Linked DNA regions of Mus musculus: region 2 is linked to region 1. Evidence: chromatin contacts called from public Hi-C data. All regions are on one chromosome and are shown on one strand. Each heading gives the region's core, a stretch centred on a gene start, on an enhancer-like site or on the middle of the called end of the contact. The rest is flanking DNA. Distances are from core to core; before and after follow the strand shown.

Region 1 (4,385 bases), core at 674-3,173:
TCTTCATGCTGGGTTTCCATGTAAGCTTTCATTTTCCAAAAGTGTTCCATGGTTATTTTAAAAGAAATAAAATAAGTTTGAAAGTGACAGATTAGATGTTCTGAGATCCCTCCTAGCTCTAAACACCCAACTTTCATGATTTTCAGAAGGAAAAAAAGTAGAGGCTGTGTAACTGGGGTTGATGGTGACGGGCAATGGGCAAGTTCTGAGATAATAATAGTCACTAGCATCTGAGAGCTTAATAAGCCAGGCCATGCTCTAAATCCCTCACTCACATTAGCTCGTTTAATCCTTGCACCAACCTTCTTTGGCGAGTGCTATTATTGGTTCCATTTCTGGATAAGGAAACAATACAATGAGATCATCACTCATTCAAGGTCATGCAAATACAAGGTCAAAGACCAGTGTGCATCTTTGCGGCTGTACTATATTGAGATGCCTTAATCTGGAAGAAAATGACTTTCTTTAATATCAGCATTTATATTTCAACACCAGGCCAATGCAAATTTATGTAAATAGACATGCAGATCAGCTGCTACCCTGGCATTGGTGCCAGCTTCCCCTCAGGGATGTCAATGTAACAAAATTTAGCCATTGTCAATGATCTGAGCTACCACATGAGCAGACATTTCCTTAATTCCCTACATTTCTCAGACATGGAGGCAATACATATATTCACAGAGCTTGTGCTTTTATATGTTTTAATTTTATCTTTTTTTTTCCTTAGGTTTTCAACTGTGGGTAGTTGATACTCATTTACAAGGAGACCAGTTCTTCACTTCTATCTCATACTGCCTTTTCACACTCTTTGCTTGTGAGCCTTGCTGCAGTCCTGCAGGGGGGCCAAGCAAATGTTAGCATGGCTCTTGTGCTGAGGAGAAGTTTGCTCAGGCTCCCTCTACAGTTGCTCTGGTGCCTGTTGTAGCATTTTTAGACTTTTCCTGATGGTGTCATATCCTTTCTTTGCTGAGTGCAGGGAGGGAAGCTAGCAACCCCGTGGACTAATGGAAAGGAATGGCTTTTACTTTTTTCCTGTATTTTTATTTTATATGTATGGATGGGTTGCCTGAATATGCATGTCCATGTACCACATCTGTGCCTGGTGCTTCCCGAGGTCAGAAGAGGGTTTAGATCTCCAGTGAGAAGAGTGACAGACAGTTATGAGTCACCATGTGGGTGCTTGGTATGGAACCTGTGTCCTCTGGAAACACAGCCAGTTGTCACCACTGAGCTGTCTATCCATCTTCATACTGCTCTTTTGAAAAAAAAAAAAAAAGAGCTCGGGATATCCCTTAGTTGGTAGTGTGAGTGTCTATTATGCATAGAACATGGGTGGGTACTCCAGCCCAGCACAAAGCAGGTGTGTTGCCTGTTATCCCAGGGCACAGAAGGTAGGGGTGGGAGATTCAGACATTCCAAGGTCATCTTTGGCTTCAAAGAGAATTCTAGGCTAGCCTGAGCTACCTAGGGAGAGTGGGTAGTAGGACAAACACATAACCATGGGAAGACTAGCACTGTAATAAAGAAAAGGGGGTCATTTAAGAGCAAATAAGGTATCGCTAATAATTACACTAATGTAGCTAGTATAAACTTAGAAATCTTGAGAAAAGGTGAAGGCATGATCACCCCGGCTAAAAAGCAAAACCTCGATTTCTATGCACCATAGTGACTCTCTCTTTGTTCTGAGTTTTAGAAAGGTAAAGCATGCCCAGGGTCACATAATAAATACATGGCAGAGCTGTCTGTCCGATTCCAAAAGCTTGGGCTGTGGCAGATATCACAGATGGGGACTCTTGACATTCTAGCCACGAAAGAACTGACCGCATACTTCCTTTCTGCTCCCGGTTATGCTGCCAGCCATTGTCCTTGGATATGGGAACTCAGGTGAAGTGTGATGACTGTGCTGTCCCAGAAGAGGGCAGTGTTGCCATGTCAGCCAAGTCAGAGGCTACAGGAAACAGGAAGGAGGCCTGGATTGAGCAGGACTAGTGGCCTGGCTCAGCATCCCTAGAAAAGCCAGCCCCACCAGGCTGCCTCAAAACCAGCTGCTTCCCTGGCTTGCATCCCCTGAATCCTCACGGTAGATAAAGCTGCTGTCCCCATCACCTGTCTACTGGCTCCCATGATCCAACACCTGAACAAATTAGAGAACTCTGTGCCACCTGGGGTACAAAGAGGCCCAGAGAGAGTTTCCAGATAGAAAATAGGAACCGTTGCCATTTTTTATTTGCTCAGAATTATTCTAGAGCTGGGAGTGCTGTTGACATACTTGTTACCACTTAATCTTTAATAAGGAATCATTTTCATGGGGGAGCTGAGTTCTGGATCCATGCCAGTTTAGATAATTATATTCCCCCAGAAGACTGAAGCTGCTAAGGCAGAATTCTTTCCAAGAAGAGTGAGAAGTCTCAAAGACTGAGATTAAGTGTAAAATAGAGATTGGGGGTGGGTATCAAAAATGGTCTGTGGGAAAGAGACACCATGGCTTGATGAGGGCAAACCTCAAAGTGGCGCCACATAGCAGATTGTTTTTTTCTTCTTGTTTCCTTTGGGCTCATGGAGAGTGAGAGTCATTTGTAGTTTTTTGTCTGTAAGAAGGAATTCAAATTTTGCTCTTTTTAAAAAGGCACCTGATTTACAGGGGGTGTGAAACAAAGCAGAAAATGCTAAAAGGAGGGGGAATAACAGTTCACATGAGAAGAAAAATGAATACAGAAAAAAAAATCCTTTTAACAGTTTCTCTCATCTAAAGTGGTTAGGACAGCGTTTTTTACATTAACTTCAGCATTCTCTCAGAAGGGGATAAAAATGCCCTGTGATCCTCAGCTAAGAATTGCTGGTGATTTTATATCCTCTTGCTGGCATAGATCGTAATCAACCGGAAAAACCTCAAAATGACAAACAAACAAAAGACAGCTTTGTTCTCTGAGGTTCATTAGCTCCGGACAAGGCTGAGAAGCATCAGAAAATGAGGTGCTAGAAGCAGGCAATGTACAGAGGTCACGTTGGGGTAATTCAACTCTCCCCACTGTACCATCCTGTCCCTCTCTTTGGTTGCCAGAGGCCTGGTTGCTCCAAAGAATTGAGAGAAACTGAGGCTGAGGGGTACAGCTCAAGGGTGGTTAGAAAGAAGAGGCTCCTGGGCTAGTTCACGCTGAGCCCAAAGTTACTCACCTCTGCTTTCAAGGACATTACAGAGTAGCAAGCTTCATTTCTTCTTCCAGCCCAATCCCTCTTTGTTGCATCCTCATTAAGTCCAAATGGCATCTTATTCATGGACACATACGATTAGAAACCTCAAGGAAGCGGGTTCCTCTTTTCTCTTTCTCACCATTATTGAATTCAATCTCTCCTTCCCACCACTCCCCTGCCTTCTTCCTTCTCCCTTCTTCTTCCTCTGCCCCACCCCCACTCTTCACATTATTTCACCCTTATTTTCTTACCTATGACTACTTAAATAGAATCCCGTCAGCACACTATTATTGTTATATTATATTACATGTATGTGAGTGTTTTGCTTGTATCTACACATGTTCACCACATACATACCTGGTGCCTGTGGAGATCAGAAGATGTCATTCAACCCTTGGCACTAAATTTACAAAAGGTTGGATACTATCATGTAGGTGATGGAACCTGAAATTGGTCTTCTGCACAGCTGCAATTGCTCTTAACTGCTGAGGCACTTCCTCAAGGGATGCCTTCAGCTCATTTTTGATAGCACAGTTTCTCTCCAAAGCCTTTCAGAAGCTTGTTTGTCTACACAACCAGCTTGAATTATCGTAATTTGGTGTCCTAGGTCTTTTGTGAAACGGCTTCCATCTGCCTTCCAAACTGTTTTTAGCCTAAAGTGCCTGACTATTTTCCGTTTTCCAATCATGTAATAATTCAGTTATTCCTCAACATATTCTCCTCTATGTCTTTATTCATTGTCTTAGTTAGGGTTTTTATTAGTGTGATAAAATGCCCCCAGCAAAATCAACTTGGAGAAAACTTAAGTGTTTATTTCATCTATGTCTCCAGGTAACAGTGCCTCACTGATGGAAGTCAGGAAAAGAACTCAGGAAGGGCAGAAATTTAGAGACAAGAATTGATATAGAGGCCATGAAGGGTCCTGTTTATTGGTTTGCTCTCAAGGCTTGCTCACTTTGCTTTCCTGTAGTACCCAGAATCGCTGGTCCAAGTGTGGCACATCCCATAGCAAGTTGGGCCCTCACACATCAATCATCAGACAAGAAAATGGTGCACAGGCTTGCCCAAAGGCCAGGTGGCAGCACTTTCTCAGCTGAGGTTCCCTATTCCCAATTGACTCTAACCTGTGTCATTTTGACATAAAATTAGCCAACACACTCCTGGTTCCCAACATCTATCTTTATCCTAGTTAA
Region 2 (4,385 bases), core at 969-3,468, 250 kb after region 1:
ATTAGTAAGGTCTGCTCAAAGAGAACAGTGAGCATTTCACAACCATTGCCCAGTTTCCCACCTCTAGAAACGCCTTTTCCAAGGTTCCTGAACTCCATATTCTATAATTCCTAGGATAGCTTCTGGATTTTCTGGATTACCCCCACAAAATATTGGGTGGAAGAAATAAAACCACCATTCCATGTCAAAAAGAAAACATATTCACAATACTGGCAACAAGAAAAGGAAACTCCTGGCTATGGTCTGGCATTTTGAGATACATTCTGAATAATTCTTGGTTCCAGCAACATTCTTTCCTGGCCATCAGCCATGGTAAAATCAGTCCCTTCTGGTCCATTACAAATTAAATAATCATAACTCTATTCATCAGGAAAATATACACAGAAGGGATGCATAAGCCAGTAATTAGTATGATGACTCCCAGCCTTGTGTTGACTAACTCTAAAGACTTTGTGGTGACTGTTTCACTTGAGACTCTGAACATCACTGTGGCAAGCAAAGCCTTCCAGCTTCTGCTTGACTGTACACTTCTAGTGTAATAATAATTCAAATGGCTCCATTGGGAGTAGATACATCCTAGCATATTGTAGAAGGTCTAGAGCTACTAAGGGTATAAGATATTACCAGTGGTTACTGTAATGAATGACTTACTGCACACATACAGCATGTTTCAACCATTATTGTACATAGAAAGTGGCCTTCCAGGACATGGACTTTTTCATTGTGTGCATCTGTGAAAAATGTGAAAATTATAACAGGGTTAAACTAGTCTCTGTTATAATGAACTATATAATAGGAAGTGACCAACCATAAGGGCATTCTGCTTAGGCTTTCACATCTTGCCACTGTGGCAAGATGAATTTTCAGATGCTGAGATTATAGTTTGTGAGAGACTTCTGAAGCCAGGCTAGGGGGTCTACTGCTGACAATCCATTATGCCTTGCTTACTGTTCATGCCTGATTTGAAATGTTTTCACTATATTGTCTTTTGTCCCTTCCAAATGCTACCATTTTGTTTATTTAAATATGTCTTCTCTTGGCTAATGTAACATCCTCCATTGGGAATTCTGTCTTAAAAGGTGACCCACAGCCTAGGTAACGTCACCAGCCCCTGATTTACATGTTTAAACAAATTATAGCATGTTTACCTGAGAGAAACCAAAATGTGATTCATAATTTGACTCCTGGGTATTTTCAATGCACATGTATTCTCTGACCATACTACTTTCTTAATAAAACATGCTTTGTTTACACTTCGTATCATGATGGACTTGCATACTTACTGAGTGCATATTCACGTTACGCATCTTAGTGTAAATGGGAATGATTGCAACGCTGATCTATCTTACTACTCAGGACCTCCAGAGTCACTAGCATAACAAGTCATAATAATACTAACTAGAATTCTCTGAAGAATTGAAAAGATGGAATGAGTGTATATTACAGAAATGATCTCTTTGAGTAGGTTATACTGTCTGGGCTATATGGTCTTAACAATGGCTGTTTGTGTGTCAGAGAGGCTAAGAACTCAGTAGCTACTCAGTCTATAAGCAGAATGAATCTGGTGATGTAGGGTTGGAGGATTCTTAGAGAGACGCTGTTTTTCAGCACATGTTGGGGGCTAATCAGACCTTAGATGCAATACAATATTCTCTTTATTCAACTAGGTAAAACCCAAAAGTGACTGTGTTTTACTCCAGGACACATAGTTCGGATTGGTAAAGCTATAGTTCTGATATAGATATGAAACATGGGAGACCCGGGAAGAGGTTACTCAGGCAGGAAAATCAGACTTGGTAAGGAAATAGTGAATATTTTTTTGTGCTTTTGCTGTCTTCAAAATACATTTTAAAAACTCACTGCTACTTAGAAGTACCATATGTTAGTCTAGGAGCATTATTTCCACATATTTTATAATTTCAGTAGGTGCTACAAGTGAAATAAATAAAATGAAAGGGATTTGGAAGTCAGAAAGGTTAACTGCATCTGGGTAAAGGACATGATTCTTCATCAGTATCTTTCTTAAAATAGAAGATAGAAGCATTCTACAAAAGGGTGCTATAAGGATTAAATATGTGATAAAAGCCCCTAAATATATTTGTCCTCCGTGCCATCACTAGGAACAGGGAAGATGCCATCCGTGATCTGTCAAGTCCTGTTCTCTCTTGTCAGTTTAAGCTTCAGTTTTCCTGAACGCTTAAGTGGGGTGCAGTGCCAGTTCTTCCCACATGATGGAGATGCAGGGCCACAAAAAGGGTTGAGAAGAATGTATTTATGAAGCATGCTTTAGGCGAACCAGAAAGTAAAGATTCTCCAGACCACAGGCCATAGTTACTTGAGGGGCCACAAGCAGATAACCTTAGATCAAACACAGGTGCTGTCATTCTGTAGCTCTGCTTGACTCAAAATTCTTCTCAAGGTGTAGCTGATGAAGCAATGAACATTCTAAATTATACTTACTTTAAACATGTAAGAGGATGTTTATGTTTCTGTCCTCCTGTGTCCCTGTTTTCTTTCTGTCTGGATTATGTCTATGCTTAAGAAACAGTTGCTTGAAGCTTGTTATCCAATGTGTTAGTTGGAGGGATAAATGTTTGGGTGCTGTTGTGTGCACCTGTAAGAAAAGGTGAAGAGTGGGAAGGGACACCAGTCCAATGCCCAGCCATACATGCCACCTCCTCAGTGTTCTGCTCAACTGTAAAATTTTTGAGGAGCCTTTGTGTCTGGGCAAACGAGAGATTGTATATGTATGCATTATGTGTGTAGTTATGCTAAACGTGTTATTTTATGTGCAGTAATGTGTGCATTGAGTATGTGCATGTGAGACTGGGTGTGCATAGTTGCATCTTGCCTATGATCATATGTCATTAAGCGGGCCTGGATGTCTGTATAGATTAAGCACATATAGAATTACTGTGTGCATGTGTGTTTGGATTATGCTCATGTGTGATTCTGACTCATGCTTCTGTGTGTTCTGTATGTATGAGCATGATTATACACATACACATATTTGATCATGTGTACATGAGTATTATGCACATTGGGTCAGCTCCTGTGATGCTGTATACATGTATGTGTCTCACTGTCCAGTTCCCATCCTCTTGCAAGAGATCACCTCAGTTTCTATCATAGTTCTATTGCTCCAAAACACAAACTATGTGGAACAGAAAGAGGTTAGGCTGAGAAATGATAAGTCTTCCAAGAAGAGAAAGAACGAGTGCAGGAGAATCCTTGCTTTGAGTGTGCCTGTGGTATGTGCATGAGGTGTTAAAAATACTATGGGAAGCAGTCCTAGAGGGGAGTGATGCTGATTAGATAGCCATCCTTCATCAGGAAATTTCTAAGCAAGAATCTACGTTCCATATCTGGAGAGGAAAACATAAGGTCCATGACCAGAAGATGGTGGTGCTGAAGAAGAGATGGTGTGTGTGTGTGTGTGTGTATGTGTGTGTGTGTGTGTGTGTGTGTGTGTGTGTGTGTGCATTTTTTTTTGTTTCTATGCGCATTCACGTAAGCATAAATTGTGCCCGTTTTCCATTTTATTTTACAAAGACAGAACTCAAATTTTAAGTCACAATTGATTTCCAGAAATCATTATTTCTAAACACTCCCAGTCAAATTCCCCATTCCTTTATATCTTTAGTATTTGGATGAAATTACTTTGTGTTCTTAATCTTACATGATGACAGAAAGGACTGTTCAAATGTTCCACTGGCTTAGACATTCCAGGCATGGGTTGTCTCTTTCTACTCTCTCCCCTTAGCTACCTGTGGCCTTATCCCTTCTTTCATGCCATATATTGTCCCCCAGTATAGGGAGACAAGGTAGTAATCTCTATTTGATTTTTTCTATTTCTTACTTATGATGCGACTAAGAAACATTTTCCCACATATTCATATTTGTAAAGACTATTTTCAAAGACATGCATGCTGGAGAGACTGTGTGGGTGGGATTTGAGGGAGAATGTGTTATGATTTTTTTGTTACCATAATTATTTACTAACCTTTTATTCAAGGACTGTGATGGAAGATCGACAAAACAACTCCCATCCTCTAATCAATTATTGCTGGAAGACAATAAATATCTATTCAGTGTTTCCTTTGTGTTCTCGGAGAGAAGGATATATTGATTGCCTTTAAAGTTGGGGCCTCTCCAAAGACACCAGGTAGGCAGTCACAACTGGTTTTGCTAATCCAATAATCTTTGTGAGCCTAGTTTACATGAAGACAACAGCAATAAGAATAAAAATAGTAATTTACTTTGGTACTAGCTGTTAAGCTTTATAAAACAATGACATCTATCTGCATTACAAAATTGAATTCTTGCGGCACCCCTACAAGGTAGTTATAAACTTAATGTATTTTATTGATGAAGAAACTAAAGCT

Evidence for each region. Hi-C and Micro-C count contacts between places; a contact is called where the count stands out from the background.
Region 2: a Hi-C map of cerebellar granule neurons shows a contact between it and region 1, with 2.9 times the contacts expected there. The contact joins two enhancer-like sites. A contact is called at or near these places in 14 of 484 Hi-C or Micro-C datasets (brain, cerebellar granule neurons, cerebellum and 5 more) and 1 of 115 datasets of contacts at active chromatin or transcription factors (fibro-adipogenic progenitors).

The regions. Positions count from the first base shown.
Region 1 is chr4:66,521,733-66,526,117 of GRCm38.p6, forward strand. No RefSeq gene overlaps it. Among named protein-coding and RNA genes, the nearest start is that of Gm25480, 20 kb to the right of the region's middle. Within about 2 kb of position 1,924, at least 18 of the 459 cell types and tissues checked have an H3K27ac peak or open chromatin away from gene starts, as enhancers often do. A contact at or near this core is called in cerebellar granule neurons and cerebellum, where this site is marked.
Region 2 is chr4:66,766,698-66,771,082 of GRCm38.p6, forward strand. No RefSeq gene overlaps it. Among named protein-coding and RNA genes, the nearest start is that of Tlr4, 59 kb to the right of the region's middle. Within about 2 kb of position 2,219, at least 26 of the 459 cell types and tissues checked have an H3K27ac peak or open chromatin away from gene starts, as enhancers often do. A contact at or near this core is called in cerebellar granule neurons and cerebellum, where this site is marked.